Regions from separate parts of the Mus musculus genome. Here all the other regions are linked to region 2. A link is a contact called in public HiChIP or PLAC-seq and Micro-C data. All regions are on one chromosome and are shown on one strand. The core of a region is the stretch at or near the end of the contact, and the rest is flanking DNA. Distances in the headings are between cores, read along the strand shown. Region 1 overlaps Gm42427 (MLV-related proviral Env polyprotein-like). Region 2 holds the start of Prom1 (prominin 1). Region 3 overlaps Prom1 (prominin 1).

What was found. Hi-C and Micro-C count contacts between places; a contact is called where the count stands out from the background. HiChIP or PLAC-seq counts read pairs in DNA pulled down with a chosen protein or histone mark.
Region 1: an H3K4me3 HiChIP or PLAC-seq map of embryonic stem cells shows a contact between it and region 2, with 22 read pairs. The contact joins the enhancer-like site here to the promoter of Prom1 in region 2. A contact is called at or near these places in 5 of 39 promoter capture datasets (the 3T3-L1 cell line, 3T3-L1-derived adipocytes, hippocampal neurons and 2 more), 11 of 484 Hi-C or Micro-C datasets (the C10 cell line, brain, cerebellar granule neurons and 5 more), 3 of 115 datasets of contacts at active chromatin or transcription factors (embryonic stem cells and pancreatic cancer cells) and 3 of 9 other capture datasets (adipose tissue, liver and pancreatic islet).
Region 3: a contact with region 2 is called in a Micro-C map of palatal mesenchyme, with 2.5 times the contacts expected there. The contact joins the enhancer-like site here to the promoter of Prom1 in region 2. A contact is called at or near these places in 10 of 39 promoter capture datasets (embryonic stem cells, liver, macrophages and 3 more), 1 of 15 datasets of contacts at CTCF or cohesin (embryonic stem cells), 55 of 484 Hi-C or Micro-C datasets (ECoMG myeloid progenitors, the HL-1 cell line, the MC3T3-E1 cell line and 24 more), 10 of 115 datasets of contacts at active chromatin or transcription factors (double positive thymocytes, embryonic stem cells, liver and 2 more) and 3 of 9 other capture datasets (adipose tissue, liver and pancreatic islet).

Annotation. Positions count from the first base shown.
Region 1 is chr5:44,142,831-44,145,530 of GRCm38.p6, forward strand. It overlaps Gm42427 (MLV-related proviral Env polyprotein-like), which reads left to right. Exons shown (of 1, transcript XM_030254993.1): 1 at 1-511. Among named protein-coding and RNA genes, the nearest start is that of Gm42427, 3.6 kb to the left of the region's middle. Within about 2 kb of position 1,316, at least 16 of the 459 cell types and tissues checked have an H3K27ac peak or open chromatin away from gene starts, as enhancers often do. A contact at or near this core is called in colon epithelium, embryonic stem cells and uterus, where this site is marked.
Region 2 is chr5:44,100,388-44,103,087 of GRCm38.p6, forward strand. Prom1 (prominin 1) reads right to left here and starts at 1,349. Exons shown (of 28, transcript NM_001163577.1): 1 at 1,261-1,349.
Region 3 is chr5:44,048,516-44,051,215 of GRCm38.p6, forward strand. The region is part of intron 5 of Prom1 (prominin 1); the gene reads right to left. Among named protein-coding and RNA genes, the nearest start is that of Prom1, 52 kb to the right of the region's middle. Within about 2 kb of position 1,281, at least 14 of the 459 cell types and tissues checked have an H3K27ac peak or open chromatin away from gene starts, as enhancers often do. A contact at or near this core is called in palatal mesenchyme and rod photoreceptor, where this site is marked.

The DNA of each region.
Region 1 (2,700 bases), core at 66-2,565, 42 kb after region 2:
GGCTCAGGGCCAAGAACAGATGGCTCTCAGACGTCAGTGTTAGCAGAACTAGCTTCACTGATTTAGAAAAATAGAGGTGCACAGTGCTCTGGCCACTCCTTGAACCTGTGTGTCTGCCAATGTTCTGACCAGGTGTGTGCCCATTGTTGAACCTTCATTAGACCCTTTCCTCGTACCCCTCCCATACCCATTTCTTGAAAATAGACATTGTTTAGAACTAAAAAGTCCCACCTCAGTTTCCCCAAATGACCGAGAAATACCCCAAGCCTTATTCGAACTAACCAACCAGCTCGCTTCTCGCTTCTGTAACCGCGCTTTTTGCTCCCCAGCCCCAGCCCTATAAAAAGGGTAAAAACTCCACACTCGGCGCGCCAGTCCTCCGATAGACTGCGTCGCCCGGGTACCCGTGCTCCCAATAAAGCCTCTTGCTGTTTGCATCCGAATCGTGGTCTCGCTGGTCCTTGAGAGGGTCTCCTCAGATTGATTGACTACCCACGTCGGGGGTCTTTCACCACCACAATACAGGATTGTGTTCCCTACCCCAGAACCCACAAGTTGAAGTCCTTAGTCACAAGACATCAGAATGTAACCTAGTTTAGAGACAAGGTCTTTAAGGGGGCAATTGTAAAACTAAAATGAAGTCCATTGGGTGGCTCTTATCACGGCTGCCTTCTCCCCACAATAAAAGAAGGGGACATGCAGACACATGGACTGGCATGTTCAGAAGGTAGAGGCTCTTAAGAGACACAGAGAGATGTCAGCCTCAGCAGCAGGGACACATCCCTCCCTCACAGTCCACACTCTCTGGTACTTTCAGCTTCTAGAACTCAGAGGCACTACGGGTCTGTTGCACAGGTCATGCAGTTAGTGGCAATGTCATATTAGGCCTAACAAACAATTCCAAGTTGCGGCTTGGAAAGGAGGTAAGTCACCCCACAGGGCCCGTCCTTTTGTGCAGGAACACAGGTCCCAAGCTTTTTGTTTTGCTTTGTTTTTTTCTCTGGGGTGTGGTCTTCTCTCAGAGTGGGGCATCAGAGCCCTGAAGTAGCTGCAACCCAGAACAAGCTGCAGTGTAATCAGAGAAGGCTCTGTTCTTACCACAATTCACCCTCCTACTGCCACGTAGGGCACCGCTGCCAATTTTCTTCCCTGGTGTCCCAAGGACAAAGCACCTGCTTCTCAGGGGGTCGGAGGATCTGATTCCCTGCAGTTACTTCCTTATTTATGAGACAAAGCACCATGTGTGACTTGGCCTCCTTCAAGCCCATTAGACGGGAGAAGGAAAAGTTGAATTCAAATGCACTGATATGCAAATACAGGTTCAAAGCAAGGTCTCTGGGGAAAGCCTGCTTCCCAGCATGTATCTGGCTACACCACACCTTTAAAGCACAGATTAGCCTTAGGTTCCCCGTTTCACATCCAATAAAAGCAAAGTTCTAGGAACGAAGTGAAACTTGGTGTCAAGGTGAGAAACAACTCTCACCCCAAAGAAATAAAAAAGATGGTTTTATTTTGGAGCCAAATAGGAGTGACCATAGCCTGAGAACGAAGACTTGGGTGTCCCCAAATGGCATGTTCTATCTATAGTTATCTGTGGGACTGAAGAAGGCAGTCTGGTCTATGTTTTGGTCGGGAGAGGCTTACTCTGGAAACCCAGTAGAAAACCCTACAAGGGACAGAACAGTGAGCTACGCCCCTAAACTCACCTGACACCAGGAGTCCTCAACTCCACCATTCTGTGACTATCAGTCCAGAATCCACCCTCACATTTACCTGACAATAGCCAGGTATGCTCCTCCCCACAGTTACCCTGCAACAGCAAGGTAGCCCCCCCCCCCCCACTATAAAAGGGACCCTTCCTCCCTCTCTTGCTTCTTCTTGTCTCTTCTCTCTCTTACCTCTTGCCCTCCTTCTTTCCCTCTCTTCTCTCCTATCTCCATGTGGTCATAGCCAGACTCTACTTCCCTACCTTTTCTCTCTCTCTGCTTTTCTACAATAAACCTGTACAATAAACCACGGACCATCTCTGCTCATCAAGGCCAGCCATGCTAGAACAATGGAATAGGCCTTGCCCTAGCTGCCCACTGAGCTAGCAGCCTGAGATAGCCAGACTCTCACCCACATTGGAACCATCCAGTGCCTTCTCCCCTTACCCCTTTTCCCTTCGACCCTGGGACAGACTGAGCCACTCCTGGGGGGCCCCACCAGTTCTCAGCTCTTCCGCAGTATCCAGCAATGTCCTGAAATGCCCAAGAGCTAGAATCTGTTGTCCCTGGCTTCCATGAGGCCCAGGGACCCTCTCCACCCCCGCCCCCTCTCAGACTGGGGTTCCGTGACTTCCCACAGCCAGATGAGACGTGGAGAGCGTGCGGCAGTCCCCTGTGTCTGCCCACCCAGAGCCCCGGAGCTCTGGCAGGACACAGGTCATCTCTCCCACCCCCTTTATTTCCACAGTCCTTTGCTTTTTCTGTTTGAAAAACATCTGGACGGCTGGGGAGACAGACAGCTCAGTGAGTAAACTGCCTATCACTAAATCATGAGAACCCCAGTTTGAGTCCTCATACACATCTAAAAAGTAGAAGCAGACAGATCTTCAAGTAGGTACAGGGGAGGGGGGTTGTAGCATTTAGGTCCACAAGGTATCAGAGATAACCACTATACATATATACTATACAAGCCAACTTTAGTGAAGCAGTCTTT
Region 2 (2,700 bases), core at 99-2,598:
TAGGGTGGAGGGGTCCACAAAGGACTTTAACCGTTCGCTTGCTTAACAAAGGCCAGCAACCGCCCACAAGAAGCCGAGCAAACCATTCTCCGCCTGGGCATGAGAAAAGTCCACAACTGAACAAGAGAGCAACAGAGCGAGCTCCCGGAGGAAGCAGTAGCTGCAGGAAGCGCCGGTACCTTTGCTCCGCTGCCTTTCCCTACAAGCTGCCGCCAGACCCGGCGCCCTCCTGCCCACCTTCCCCCCTTCTCAGGGGCCTTTCCCGGGCTGCGGAACACAAAAGAACCGACTGCGAGGCGGCGCGCGAAGCTGGGAGCCTCCAGGAATCCGCCGTCGCCTGGGGGAGGGGATCGCCCCTGAGTCCTGTAGTCCGGAGCGCCACCAAGGCATTTCCCCACCCAGTCCTGTTTGAACGCCGGGTTGAGGATTGGAACCTCTCCGACCCATTCTCGGGAACTTAGCTCGAGCCCCGATCCTCCAGCAGCCACGAAGCTCTGCTCAGTCCACATTCCTCTTTGTTGTCCCTGGTCCCCGCATTCTGTCAAGGTATGCCCTGAGCGCTCCTGCTCTCCATCTCTAGGAAAGCTGAAATTCTCGGTGCTGTGTGACCCTAAGGGCTGACTGGAGCCAGGACTTCCAGCCCGGGTGCGTGCGCTTGGCAACGGCCGCAGGGAGGCGGTTTGCCCTTGCACCGGCATCGCCCTCCCGCTGCGGCCAGTAGCACTGTGAGCTGCACATAGGTAGCAGATGGTGGCTGGTGGCCGGGAGTCCCACGTCCTGTCCCCCTCCCCCAGCCTACCCCCCACCTTGGCCTTTCCTGGAGTTTTCCTTACCGCAAAAGAGTTCTCAAGACCCAGACCGAACCTCCTCTCGCCGCCCTTCCCGAAAGCGGGCCGGTGGCCTGAAAGTCTCACCGCCTCCTGCTCTTGTCTCCGGAACCCAGCGACCTCCACCCCTCCACAGGATGGAAGGAGTACCGGAGCGGAGCAATGTGCCGCGGAGAGGAGCCGGCCACCGCCGCGGGAAAAAGTTTGCACGCTCTATAACCAGTCCTCCAGACCCTGGGCTCGCCCACTGGCCGAGACCCACACCACCCTGCAGCCCCTCCAGCTTCGGGAAGACAAACTAGGTTCCCGCCACCTGCTGTGGAGGCAGAGGAAGACGTTGCTCGAGCTTCTCCACTCCTCATCCCTGCCCTGGGTGTTCTAGAAGAGGGGGAGCTCAGCGCCCCGCGCTGGGTCGGCACTCGGAGCAACTCACCTCTCCGGTCCAGCTCTCCTCCGGGTCTCGGAACCCTCCAGCCCCTCGCCTCTAAGCTGGGCTCCTTCCACTTAATTCATGAATTATTTAAGGTCCAGCCCCAGGGCACCACAAGAGTGATTGGGTGAGAGCCCGTCCCACTGCTCCGCCCCGGGTTGGCTAAGGGTGCCTGAGTCAGGACCACGGGACTCCAGGACTCTGGGAACCTGTTGCGTCCTCTAGGGTCTCTGGCAGAGGTTTGGGGATGGAACTAAAGGAACACCGACTCCTTCAGAAACGTACTTACTCAGGGCTGAGCTTAAGGCCAGGTGCCGGGGTCTCCACAAGGCTCGGTAATTTAAAGAGCAGGAGCCTAGGGCTCTGAGTCTGAGCGCACTGATTGGACCTTCTGAGAGGCTACAATGCCCTGGGGACACCCACGGGACAGAGCATTTATTTCCTGCTGAAATCCCTGCTCAGTCCCAGAACACCCTTCTCTATCACCTAATCCTAAATCGCTGCTTGGAAGGCCGCTAGCTCCTAAAATCTCTAACCTCCACACTTTCCTGGCTCTTTAGACACGATACCGGTACTCAGTGCATTTTATTTAAAACAACTAAAAAACAAACAAACAAACAAAAATCATCTAAGGGGGAGAAAAATTGGCTGTAGTGTATCCCTGTGCTATCAGGGACAAACACAACGCTGGTCCTTTTGATCAATTACATTCCTGGATTCAACCAAAAGTGGGTAGAGAATAGACCAAGGAAGAATAGCGCCTCTGGGACATTTTTACCATCAAAGGATGCGTATTAATTGTGTGCGGGTTGTTAGGTAGATGGACGGAGAGATGAAAGAATGGCTGCACAGATGTTGGAAGAATAGGTATGTGGACACATGGCCTTTTAAAAATAGTTTACGTGTATGAATGTTTTGCCTGCATGAATGTATGTGTAGCACTTTACCGTGGAGTTGGTCAAAAGAAGGTGTTGGCTTCCCTGTCACTGGAGTTACAAAGGGTTGTGAGCTGCCATACGGGCTGGGTGCAGGGAATTAAACTCTGCAAAGAGGGAGTGCCTCTGCCAAAACAACCGATGCTTTATACCACTCACCAATCTCCCCAGCCCTGACAAATGAACTTTAATTTAGTAATTTTCTCACCACAAAATATAGCATACACTGAGGATGGGCAGGGGAAGGTGAAATTGAAATTGACCTCTACACGGCGAAGGTGTAGAAAGAGTTCATTCAGAAAGACCACTGAGAAACCACGGAAAACTGAAGCAAGCAGTGTTGGAGTACTAGAGAAGTCTAAGATGGCCAGTTCTCCCCTTTACAGTCTCCTGGGCTCCACAGCTTTCCTGCTCAGAGGCAGACAGGCTACTGAGGATGGTGTTAGCTTGAGACTTGAGTTCTCTCTCCTGGGAGCTCCTAGCTGTCCCCGAGCTGCCTATTTTACCA
Region 3 (2,700 bases), core at 31-2,530, 52 kb before region 2:
ATCTCTTGGTTTGAGTTATACAAATTGGTTCATTTGTTGAGGGCCTCTGAACCTTAGAATTTTATCGGCTGCAGGAGTAAAGGCTCAGCCAGGCATGGTAGCACACACCCATTATCCCGACACTTGGAAGAGCAAAGTGAGAAGACCTCAGAGCTCCGGACTAACCTGAGCTGCACAAAGAGACCTTGTCTCAAAATTAAAACAAACCCCTCAAGGCAGGGGAGCTAAAACCCAAACTACTTTTCAATCTGACCACTAGAGGGCAGCAAGGAATTAATAAATAGCACAACCCGTTTTACCCACAGACAGAAAAGACCAAAACTGTTATTTTTGTATCCAGTGTACAATGTGCATATGCTTTAAGAACAGGTTAGCAAGTACCAAATAAATCCTGGGGAAACAACATGGAACAGCCTATCAAGTTACCAAGCAATCTCCGTACCAGTGGGATAACAGGCATCCTGCCTTTTTGCATTGAAAAAATCCCATGTCACCAAAAACAAAACAACAACAAAAAAACCCAAACAAACAAACAAATGAACAACAACAACAACAAAATCCAAGTCCCAGGACATATATTCACTCTGTTTAAGAGTACTGCTCCATGGGGCTGGAGAGATGGCTCAACAGGAAGAAAGTTTTCACAACTGTTCTTCCAGAGAACCCAAGTTTAGTTCATAGCACCTGAGGGGCTGCTTACAACCAACTGTATTGCCAGCTTTGGGGCAGCCAATGCCTCTGGCTTTCAAGGGCATCCACATTCCAGTGCTCATATCCCCCCCTCCCCCCCAGACACATACACACATGGACACATAATCACAGATACACACATATAAACAAATAATCACACATAGCCACAGACACAGACACATAGTAAAAAAAAAAAAAATTCTAAACAAATAAAAAGTACTGTTGCATCTGGAGGAGTGCTTAGTTCGTATGTGGTTTCTCGTTCTTAAAACTTGTCTTCCTGTGACAATAATACACAGTTCCTCTCGGGCTGCCAGTGACACTAACATGCCTATGTGGCACATGACATTGAACAGTACTTAACTCAGCCTAGTGAGCTATGGTGGAATTAGGAGAGCCAGAACATGTGACTTGGACCTGGTTCCTCATCCCCACTCCGCCTCCCACCACCTCCCCACTCCCCATCCCCCCACTTCACCCCCCAGCCCCCAGCCCCACTAACTCCGTGAAGACCTTTCTTTCTATCTGAGCTTCAGCCAGCTTGGAGCCAGGGCAGCTTGGAGCTGATATTATAAACCAGCTGGAATCCACCCTAGGATGTATAAACACTGCTCATATTGCAAAGGAGAAGGGCTTGGGGGATGTCCACAAATTCCCTGGGAACTTGTTTATTCTAAAGCTTGAGTCCCATCTTAGTGCAACCTCAGAAAATGAAGACAAAACGTCCTGTACCCTTTGAACTGCCATATGACCCACTACTCTCTGTCCTACACTTATGAAGCAGACAGTGTACCTCAGTTATATTCATTACTGGTGAGCAAGACACCCTAATCCTAAGCTAGGTTAGTGACTCGATGATTTTAGAGTTATGTGCAAGGCACACATGCACACACACACACACACACACACAAACAAGAACTGAAACCTGGTAATATACCAGGGTCTTTATTTAACTAAGCCAGGTTCAAATATTTGGGTTGTGACAAGTTAGAATCACCCCTAAGTAGAGCTGGTATCCACCCTGGGGAATCAGACTTTCTCTCCCTGCATGCTACAAATGATCTCAGTCATTCCTTCTACCAAGCAACAGACCCATTTGGTCATGGAATAAGTCAAAGTGGACCAGGAAGTTCACCACTTCCTATTGACCTTTTCCTGTCCATCCCCATGAAAGGAGCTCCGCCACAGGAATCTGTGATGTCGTGTGTCGCAATGCCTGCCGAGGTTTACTCTTAGTTATACCTAAGTTCAATGCCCCTAAAAGGAGGTCGTAACCTCCTCCCCGTCAACTTTGCCTTATGTGGCCTGTCCTCATTCCTGAACGCTTGAAGGTTTGTTCTAAACTTGATCTGCTGACACTTGCTGTGTGCTCAGCGTAGATGTCAGAAACTGCCCTTGTCCTTTATTCTATATGACTTTACTCACAAGAAAGTCACTCAGATCAACGAACTGCCGTACAACCTTTCAGAAAATATCCTTTCCAAACCTTTCAACTGTCAAGAACGCAGTTCTAGAAAGCCCGGCTAGAGACGATCAAAATCATGCTATCAATAACTTTAACAACAACAACAACAACAACAACAACAAAGTCTGTGCTAAACAGAGTTCTGCAAATGATCTCAACAACTTTCCAAGCAAATTTCCAGTGTAAATGTTTATGTTTGGGTTAAAAAAATGACAACTCCAAGGGCTGGGAAGACTGCTTGGCAGTTAGCAAGGATGCCTTTCCAGAGGACCCAGGTTCAAATCCCAACACCCACATGGTCACTCTGTGATTCCAGTTCCTGAGGATATGGCCTTTGCAGGCATCAGGCATGCACAAAATGCAGACACATGAATATAAAACACCCAACGGTGAGAACAACAACAACAACAATGTTTAAAATAACAAGTTCAAAAGCCCTCATGGTCAGAAAGAAAGAGAGGAAACAGGGTGGCCTGAGACCTGGAAGATGGCAGGTGGCTGGCAGAACATTTTCTCTGTAGTTCTCCAAAGTAACGCCGCAAAGG